Linked DNA regions of Lactuca sativa: region 2 is linked to region 1. Evidence: chromatin contacts called from public Hi-C data. All regions are on one chromosome and are shown on one strand. The core of a region is the stretch at or near the end of the contact, and the rest is flanking DNA. Distances in the headings are between cores, read along the strand shown. Region 1 holds the start of LOC111905907. Region 2 holds the start of LOC128127552.

Region 1 (4,256 bases), core at 918-3,417:
TATATATATATATATATATATATATATATATATATATATATATATTGTTGAGAGATCTAAAATGTCACACAAAAGATATTGATATAAAAATATAAACAGAATAAAACGTTTTTATTTAAGGATACTTCAAAACTCATGATTTTCTAAAGTGATGTAGGTTTTTATTTTTATTTTTTTAAGGCCTAACGGAGTACAGTCCCCAAATATAGCGGTGAGGTGATATTTCATTCTTCTTCTTATTATACAATACAACATCCCATTGCTAGTGGTGTGATAAAAAACTGAAACCGAATATCCAAACCGAACAAAATGTTGTTTGATGTATTTTGTTTTCGGATAATTTAATTTGGTTAACCGAATAAAGATAACTTATCCAATTTGGTTTTGGTTACGTAAAAAAGTAACAAATACTACCTCCGTCTCAAATTGATAGTCCATTTTTGACTTTTGAAGTCTTTTTTCTTAAACTTTGATCTTAAATATTTTTATGTTTTATAGATAATACTTGATGCAAAATATATGAATGAATTGTATTTTAAATGTTTTTTCATTGTTATAAGTTTTATCAAGTAATATATAATACAAATAAAAATATTTAAGGTCAAAATTGAAGAAAAAAAACTTCAAAAGTCAAAAGTGTACTATCAATTTGGGACGGATGGAATAATTAGCTAAATACTAATTAATATTCGATTAATTATTCATCTTTATATACGACTAAAATTATATTAACCTATATCTACAACTTTTATGGTGAGCATTACTCTTCAAGAAAACACATTTATTGTAAAAGTTTAGTATGTTTTTTTATTTTAGTTTAATATTTATTTTTACATGCAAAATTTTATTCGGTTTAACCGATAAACCGAACCAAATACATTGTAACCGATTAAACCGAACCTTATTTGGTTCGAGTATGGTTGGATTTAAGATATATAAACATGATAAAACCAATCCGACTTAACTGAAAAACTAAAAAACCGATTAAGCTGCTTTATATTTTGAGGGATTGTAAGGTGACCATTTCCTATGAGTGAGAGGTGAGGGAAATGACGTGTCCATGAGTTGAAAAGAAAAAGCGAGAAATAGCGACATAAGAAATATATAATAAATGAGATATTGATACAAAGACGACACAAAAACCCTTAAGTTTGACATAAATTAGTGATTTACCTTTTTGTGGATTTCAGATTACTTAAATATTATCTTTGCAACTTTTGTTTATGTATTTCTAATTCCCAAAAGCTCATTTGGAAAAAAATGTTCCGTTTTATCATTTTTTCTGGTTCATAAACATTTTTTCTGGTTCATAAACGTTTTAAATTTAATTTTTTGTTTTATTAAAAACCTAAATTTAAGAGAAATGTTTGATCTTACCCATTAAATCTATAAAAACAGTAAAATTAAAAATAAGTTGCGTGACGTTCACTTTTGTACAAAAAAAATAAATAAATAAAATGCTTTACAAAGATGTTTTCTGTACATTACTATATTAAATGGACTAAATTTGCTAAAATTCAAAACCTATGTGTCAAAACTTTTAAACTAAAAACATTTAAGGGGCTGCAAACGAAAATGATAAAAATATGGTGGCAAAAGTTTGAAGTTCATAACATTACTATTGTTGAGCAAATTTGTTTTAATATATATAATAATATTCTTTTAACATTACTATTGTTGTTACGCAAATTTCTTTTAATATATATACTAATATTTTTTTGTTGAGAAATCTAAAATGTCACAGAGAAGACATTGCAATTTTTGCTTTTGTTTTTTTTTTTATTTTACATTTTTATGTATTTCTAATTCCCTACAGCTTCTTTGGAAAAAATGCTTTTATCATTTTTTTCTGCTTCATTAACGCTTTAAGTTTGATATTTTTTGTTTATTAAAACCCTTAAATTTAACATAAATTTTTGGTTTTACCGGTTAAATCTGTAAAATCAATAAAATTAAAAAAAAAAAAAATTTGCTGACATTCAATTTAAAGAACCTAAAAATCTACAAAATAATTTTGTTTGAGAAAAAATCTACAAAATAAAACATAAAAATTAAAAAATCTAAATATTTCTAAAGTTAAGGGCTTTAAATAACATTTTTCATAATAAATTTCCCATAAGTCATTAAATAATACGTGATCAATTGACTGCTGCCGCAAGCCAAAAATATGACCGTTAGCATCCTATCTCCAACGTTCCAAAACGAAAACGCTATCTTTTAAAAATTCAGCCCCTTTCTCACCTCTTAGTTACCGTTATCATCGTAACCCCACACGACGTTCGTTTCATCTTCGCTCTTAAACCCCAAAACACCCCTAAATCATCCTTCCCACCAGATTCTTCTCACTCAAAACCCTAATCGATTCATTCATTCTCGATTTTGTTTTCAGTTTCCATTTTCCCAAAATTGAAAACGGAAGACGAATCCAATTTCAAGCGTGTATGATCACCAGTACAAAATCTGTGATTTTGTTTTCGTTTTTCCCGAATTCCCAAATTCTTGCGATCAATTTTGTTGATTATGGCAGCATTAGCACCAGGGATCTTGTTGAAGCTTCTGAACGGGATGAATTCCGGGGTAAAACCCACAAGTGAATATCGCAGTTCACTTCTACAGGTAACCGATATCGTTCCAGCCGATCTTGATGAGAAAGACCTATGGCCAAAACATGGTTTCTACATTAAAGTATCAGATTCTTCCCACTCGATTTATGTAAGTTTACCTTTCGATCAAGACGATCTTGTTCTCAGCAACAAAATGCAGCTTGGCCAGTTCATCTATGTCGAAAGTTTAGAACCCGGTTCACCTGTCCCCATAGCCAAAGGTGCTAAACCGCTTCCAGGACGCCACCCTTTTATTGGAACGCCTGAACCACTTATGGGTTTAAGAGAAAAAGGGGAAAAGAGTGAGCAAAAGGGGGTTAATTTCAATTCGAATACTAAATCTTGTGTTCCAAGAAGAGGTTCTTGGGGAACAGGACAAAAAGGTGAAGATGGGGTTTGTGCATCACCGATGGTTTTGAAACCATGTCCTCTTGATTTTGATCAATGTACACCTGTAAAACCGAGGTCTGCAATTAGGGTTAATTTTCCTATGTCGCCATCGATTAGAGGGAAAGGAGGTGAGAAAGATGGGAGCTTTAATGGAAATGTTAGAGCTTCTGTAGGTGGGCCATTGTTGTCGAAGATGATGGAAAGTCCTGCAATGAGAAAAAGCTGTGTGGTTAATGCTTCTATGATGAAGTATACGAGAAGCAAAAGTACAGTTTGTGATAGAGATGCAAAAATTATAAGAAGTCCTTTTAATAATACAGCTGTAGGTACATCTCTCTCTTTGATATATTAATTTAATTTAATAGACAAAAAAAAAAATTTATCAAGGTTTCAGTTCATAGACAAAATCTTTTTTCTAAAAAAATGTTTTTACCCTTGTAATATCATAGAGACCAAATTTGAAATTTATGGATATATTTTTTTTTGTCTATATGTAGTTTATCTTTAGTATTTTACATATTCGAAATGAAGGCAAAATGATCATTTTGCATATATTTAACTAGGAAGAAAGACAATTTCTAGGAAAAGATTCTTTTAGGAACTCATTTAAATCACTTCAAAAACTCTTTTATGAATCCGATGATGATAGAATATAACCAAAGAGACCAAATTTGCACTTTGCACAAATATTCTGTTCTGAATGAGCATGCCTTTATACAATTTATTTTTTATATTCAATTTATTTAAAATGAAGGGCAAAATGGTCATTTTATATGCCTTTATCAAGACATTTTATAAAAACAGACATGTTAATCACTTCATTTTATATGAAGTTCGAATATAAAATGGGAACTAAAAACAATTAAAATTGAGTTTCTTATTGCATTTTTATTATTTTATTAATACAGGAAAAGAAAAGTACAACTCCACCTCCGAGTTTAAAGAACACAAGAAAATTTTCTAGCTCGAATGTTGATTCAGAGACAAAAAACTATTCCAATTCAAAAATGGCTTCACAACAACAAGACTCTCCATATGGTGATTCAGACTCTAGTTTATCGTTTAATATACCAGGAAAGCTTGGACTTCTGGGAAAGGTATAAAATTTTTTATTTTTTAATTTCAAGATTAAACATTTTTTTAAGTTGTGAAATAATAACAATACTTTAAAAGTTTTAATTTTTCTGTAACCTAAAGTGGATTTCTAATGTCAACTTCAAGATTAAACATTTTCTTAAGTTGTGAAGTAGAATCATCACTTCA
Region 2 (4,256 bases), core at 998-3,497, 260 kb after region 1:
AGTGTAAAGTGCTCCATGGTCCGAGATCTGTCCCTTTTTAGTGTTATTAGTGATGTAGAGCCATAAAGTTCCCATCTTGGATGTTACTATGGAGTCATGCATGTGTTTTAAGCCTTCTAGAGTGGAAGGTTGGATCATTTTGGGAGTTAGTGACTTGTTCAGCCATGCAAAGGATTAAAGTCATCAACTTTATGGATTAAGGGGCTTAGAAGGGGTCAGATCTAAAATATGGACGTAGGTCTTAACTGATTAAGACCTCAAGAGCAAGAGGGCTGATGCAGGGGAGTACATCGAGCGTAATTCCTAGTACGCGCCGCGTACTGGGAGGCGCTCCCCGATTCTGTGGTGCAGCCGAGTACGCCCAGCGTACACATCTGGTACGCGCAGCGTAACCCGGAGAGTTGACTTTTGGTTGACTTTTAGGGTATGGTCTATTGTGGGGCCTTTGAGCTATGGGAGGGGTAAAATGGTCTTTTACCCTTCTGAGAGTGTCATAAGAGAACATAGTCTAGCCTTGAGAGTTATATTAAATAGAGTGTTATTTTCATATGATTAGGCGGAGGCTAGGCCAGCATTTACCGAGTCAGAGATTTACCGAGATACCCGAGGTGAGTCTTCTCACTATACTTTACCTAGTGTGGTAATAGAGTTAAGAGACAGAGTATTATAGAGTTATATGCCAGTGTGATCGCAAAGAGGAATTGAGATAAATTCTATTGTATGCCCCATATGCGAGAGAGAAGTTGAGACTACTACCCACTTGTTCTTCGAGTGTGATTTGGCTAAAGATTTAGTAAAACTTATTTGCAATTGGTGGAATGTTCAGACGCCTACTTTGTTTTCATTCCAAGATTGGTTTGACTGGTTTGACACTTTGCATTTATCTTCTATTTGTCAATATCTTTTGGAGGCGGTTTTCTTTACTCTTTGATGGTCGATTTGGTGTTTTAGAAACACTTTACTTTTTGTTAAAGTTAAACCTAGAAAATGTTTGTTGTTTGATAAGGTGATGTCTGATAGTTTCATTTGGACTAGTAATAGGTGTCGTAGAACAAATGTCAATTCCTGATTATAGGATCCAATTTTGTCTATTACTTCCATGTAAATTGACTTTTATTTGTAACGCATTGCTAGTTTTCCTTAATAAATTTGTCGTTCTAAAAAAAGAATGACTTTCTTAAGTACATGACCAAGTAATATCTCAAAAGAAATTGTGTCTTTGCTAGTAATAGTCGGTATGTACGTGTTGGATAATTTGAACATTCCGAAATTCTGGAATGGTTGATGAGACTTAAATTATGAGAAGTACTTTGTTTGATAGTATTGTTTTAGAGTCTTTTTCTTGGTTAAATTTCCGAGCTTCCAAACCCGATGTTTTTTTAATTGTTTGGCTTTTTAACCTTTTGTAATTGTTTATTTTCTAGCGATTTGCTAATTCTGTTAATGTTAATATATGAGACTTTCAGTTGTTCAAAACAAAAGTACAGTTGTAAAAAAAAATGGCAAAACATATGGACCAAGTTCACATTTTTCAAGTTATTTCACTAGAAACGAATATTTTAGGTTACTGAAAATCATCATTGAATTTAAAATTAAATAATTTTAGTTGAATACAACGAGACGAAAGCATTTGTAAAATATTTTAGCTAAGAGGGATTTGAGTGGGTCGTGTGTTATTTAACCTTTTAGTTAAAAGTCAGCATATTATATCAATATTAAACTATAATAAAGTGTATTAATTTAAAAAGAATAAATAAAACTTTATTTTTACAAATATTTCAGGACGAACGTTTTAATTTATTATCTTTTAACTAATATATTTTATAAATAGTTTGCCATTGTTGTACTAAATTAAAATGATGATATCGTGACTGAAAAAAATATACCTTTTGAACATTATTTAAATGAAACAAATCAGAATATATTTTTTTCTCACTTTCTCTTCTACCTTTCAAATATACATAAATCATGAAATTAGTTAATGCCATGTGTTATCAGAATAAAGAACTTAAATGGAAATAAATATGTTGTTATCATACTTTTCATAACAATTCTATTTCATAAAAAATAATTTATTTTTTTGTCCATTTGTTCCATTTTAATATTATGGAATTATGAAACGAACTAACCTAATTCCTACAAGTCCATAAAACTTGCATTAAGAATTGTAAATTACGCATTGGCTGTTGTACGTTGTGTCTGTATCCCAATTTACCCTTTCGAGCCCTTGAAATAAAAGGGTGTCTCACACACTCTCAATAACTTCCCTCTGTAATCAATTTCACTATGCTTGAAGCAACCCCCAAATCGGTCGTCTAATCGGATCATGCGCAATTGTTTCTTGTTTTTCGGGTCAAGTAAACCCCAAGTAAAGTCCGAAAACGATCGTCGGAAACCCTTGGTGATCATCAAGGATAACGATTATGATACAGCCGCCGCCGGCGACGAGGTACACAATCCGACGGCGGCGATGGCTTTAATTCTACAATCGTGGCTCAGTGGTCACAGGTTACGTTACCTGATTCTCCTTCTCTGTTCTCCTTTACTTATCCCTTTCATTTGCGCTATGTTTCCCTTCCTTTGCGCCGCTGAGGTGTTCGTCCGTCTCTGCCGCCGCCGTCGTCGGTCGAAACCGGCTCCTCCTCAAAATCCACTGCCGCCGTCGCTGCCGCCGCTACGGCGGCGTGAGAACGATGTAGAAGGCGGAATCCAGGTAAAATCGGATTTTAGTTTGTTAGATAGATATCTGAAAGATCAATTAGAACTTGCTATTGAGATTTTAAATGAATGTGGAGGTGATTTAACCTATGGTTATGATTATATCGATGATTTTGATAGTAATCGGAGTAATTTGTGTTAAATTGACTTAGAAATTTGTACAAGGATCTGTGTTGTTGTTGTTGTTGTGCATCTGTGACTGGATTGTAGATAACTGATTTCAATTATACTTATTTGATCAAATCAAGCTTTCAACCATTCTTCAATTCTGATTATAATTATTTTTAAATATTATATTTTGATGATTCGTCGACACATTCGAATTCGAGTATAACAGCTGTTGATTTTATGGATCTATTATGAACAGTTTGACTTTTTTAGAGATGCCACGCACAGGTGATTTTAGGCTAAACATGTGTAAGAAATAATCGGGACATAGGTCATGTAATGTTTTCAACATTTTTTAATTCATAAACGTTATAAGAAACATATTATGTCAATATTTTCTGACTTTTGAGATCAAATGAATATGTGTGATGGTGTTGCTACGTGTTTTATTCGTACAAAAATTCAAACAAGCATTCACCCATTCACATATGGATTAATATGAATGTCACGAGAGAAAAGAAGAGAAAGGAAAAGAAGAGAAAGGAAAAGAAAACAAAATTTTCTTTTGTGTTTCTGAATTGGAGAGAAGTGGAAAAAAATTAATCATTTTCTTCTTTCCTTCCAAATCCTCCCAAATCGGAAGGAAAGATAGGAGGGAAAATGATCATTCCATTTCTCTCCACTTCTTTCCTTTAATGAAACTCGGGAACACCAATTTGTTTCATTTTCTTCTCATTTCCACCCATTTCATTTCCTTTCTATCGTTAAGTTGAACTCGGGAACGGAAAAATCGTGTACTTGTAAACCGGCAAGTCTCGCAATCAGGAGTTAATGCATAAAAAAAATTAATGGTTTCACAATAAATTGTTGATTTTTTTACTTGATACTAAAAAAAAGGTCTTAATAAGGTAAGTTATGAAATAAGTGTTATTACATATGTGAGATGATTACTAGACAACAAATTTTTTTTTCCATATGTAACAATTTGTGTTTTAAAATGTTATAATGTATAATTTTATAAAACATAAATTTTTATGTATAGAAAACTTGTTGCGTACGAATTAGTGATCTATTAATATTAAAATATTAAATAATGATTTTATATATAGTATCTTAAGTTGCCAGTATTTTTCTTTACTGAAAAAAATATTTATATCGAAAATTATAAGTAATTGAATATATTTTAATGTTTATTCGTTAGGTTATTAACTATTATATGTATAAATATAATATAATATGAATATCATGTGCTTGTTATTTTTGTTTTTCTATTATATATGTAACTATTAATTGTTTGAATTTAATTTTATTATTTGAACTTATTTGAAAATTAAGTTAAATATAAGTTACTAATTATGTTATTCTTTTAAAAAATTTAAAGAATTAATATGAAAATATATTGTTTTAATTTGTAATGGTTTTTAAATAAA

The links. A called contact is a pair of places that touch in the nucleus more often than the background predicts.
Region 2: a contact with region 1 is called in a Hi-C map of seed, with 3 times the contacts expected there. The contact joins the promoter of LOC128127552 here to the promoter of LOC111905907 in region 1. A contact is called at or near these places in 2 of 4 Hi-C or Micro-C datasets (leaf and seed).

The regions. Positions count from the first base shown.
Region 1 is chr8:301,035,126-301,039,381 of Lsat_Salinas_v11, forward strand. It overlaps LOC111905907, which reads left to right and starts at 2,168. Exons shown (of 4, transcript XM_023901640.3): 1 at 2,168-3,315; 2 at 3,902-4,090. The coding sequence starts at 2,521.
Region 2 is chr8:301,294,114-301,298,369 of Lsat_Salinas_v11, forward strand. LOC128127552 reads left to right here and starts at 2,248. Exons shown (of 1, transcript XM_052766110.1): 1 at 2,248-2,961. The coding sequence starts at 2,327. The coding sequence ends at 2,860.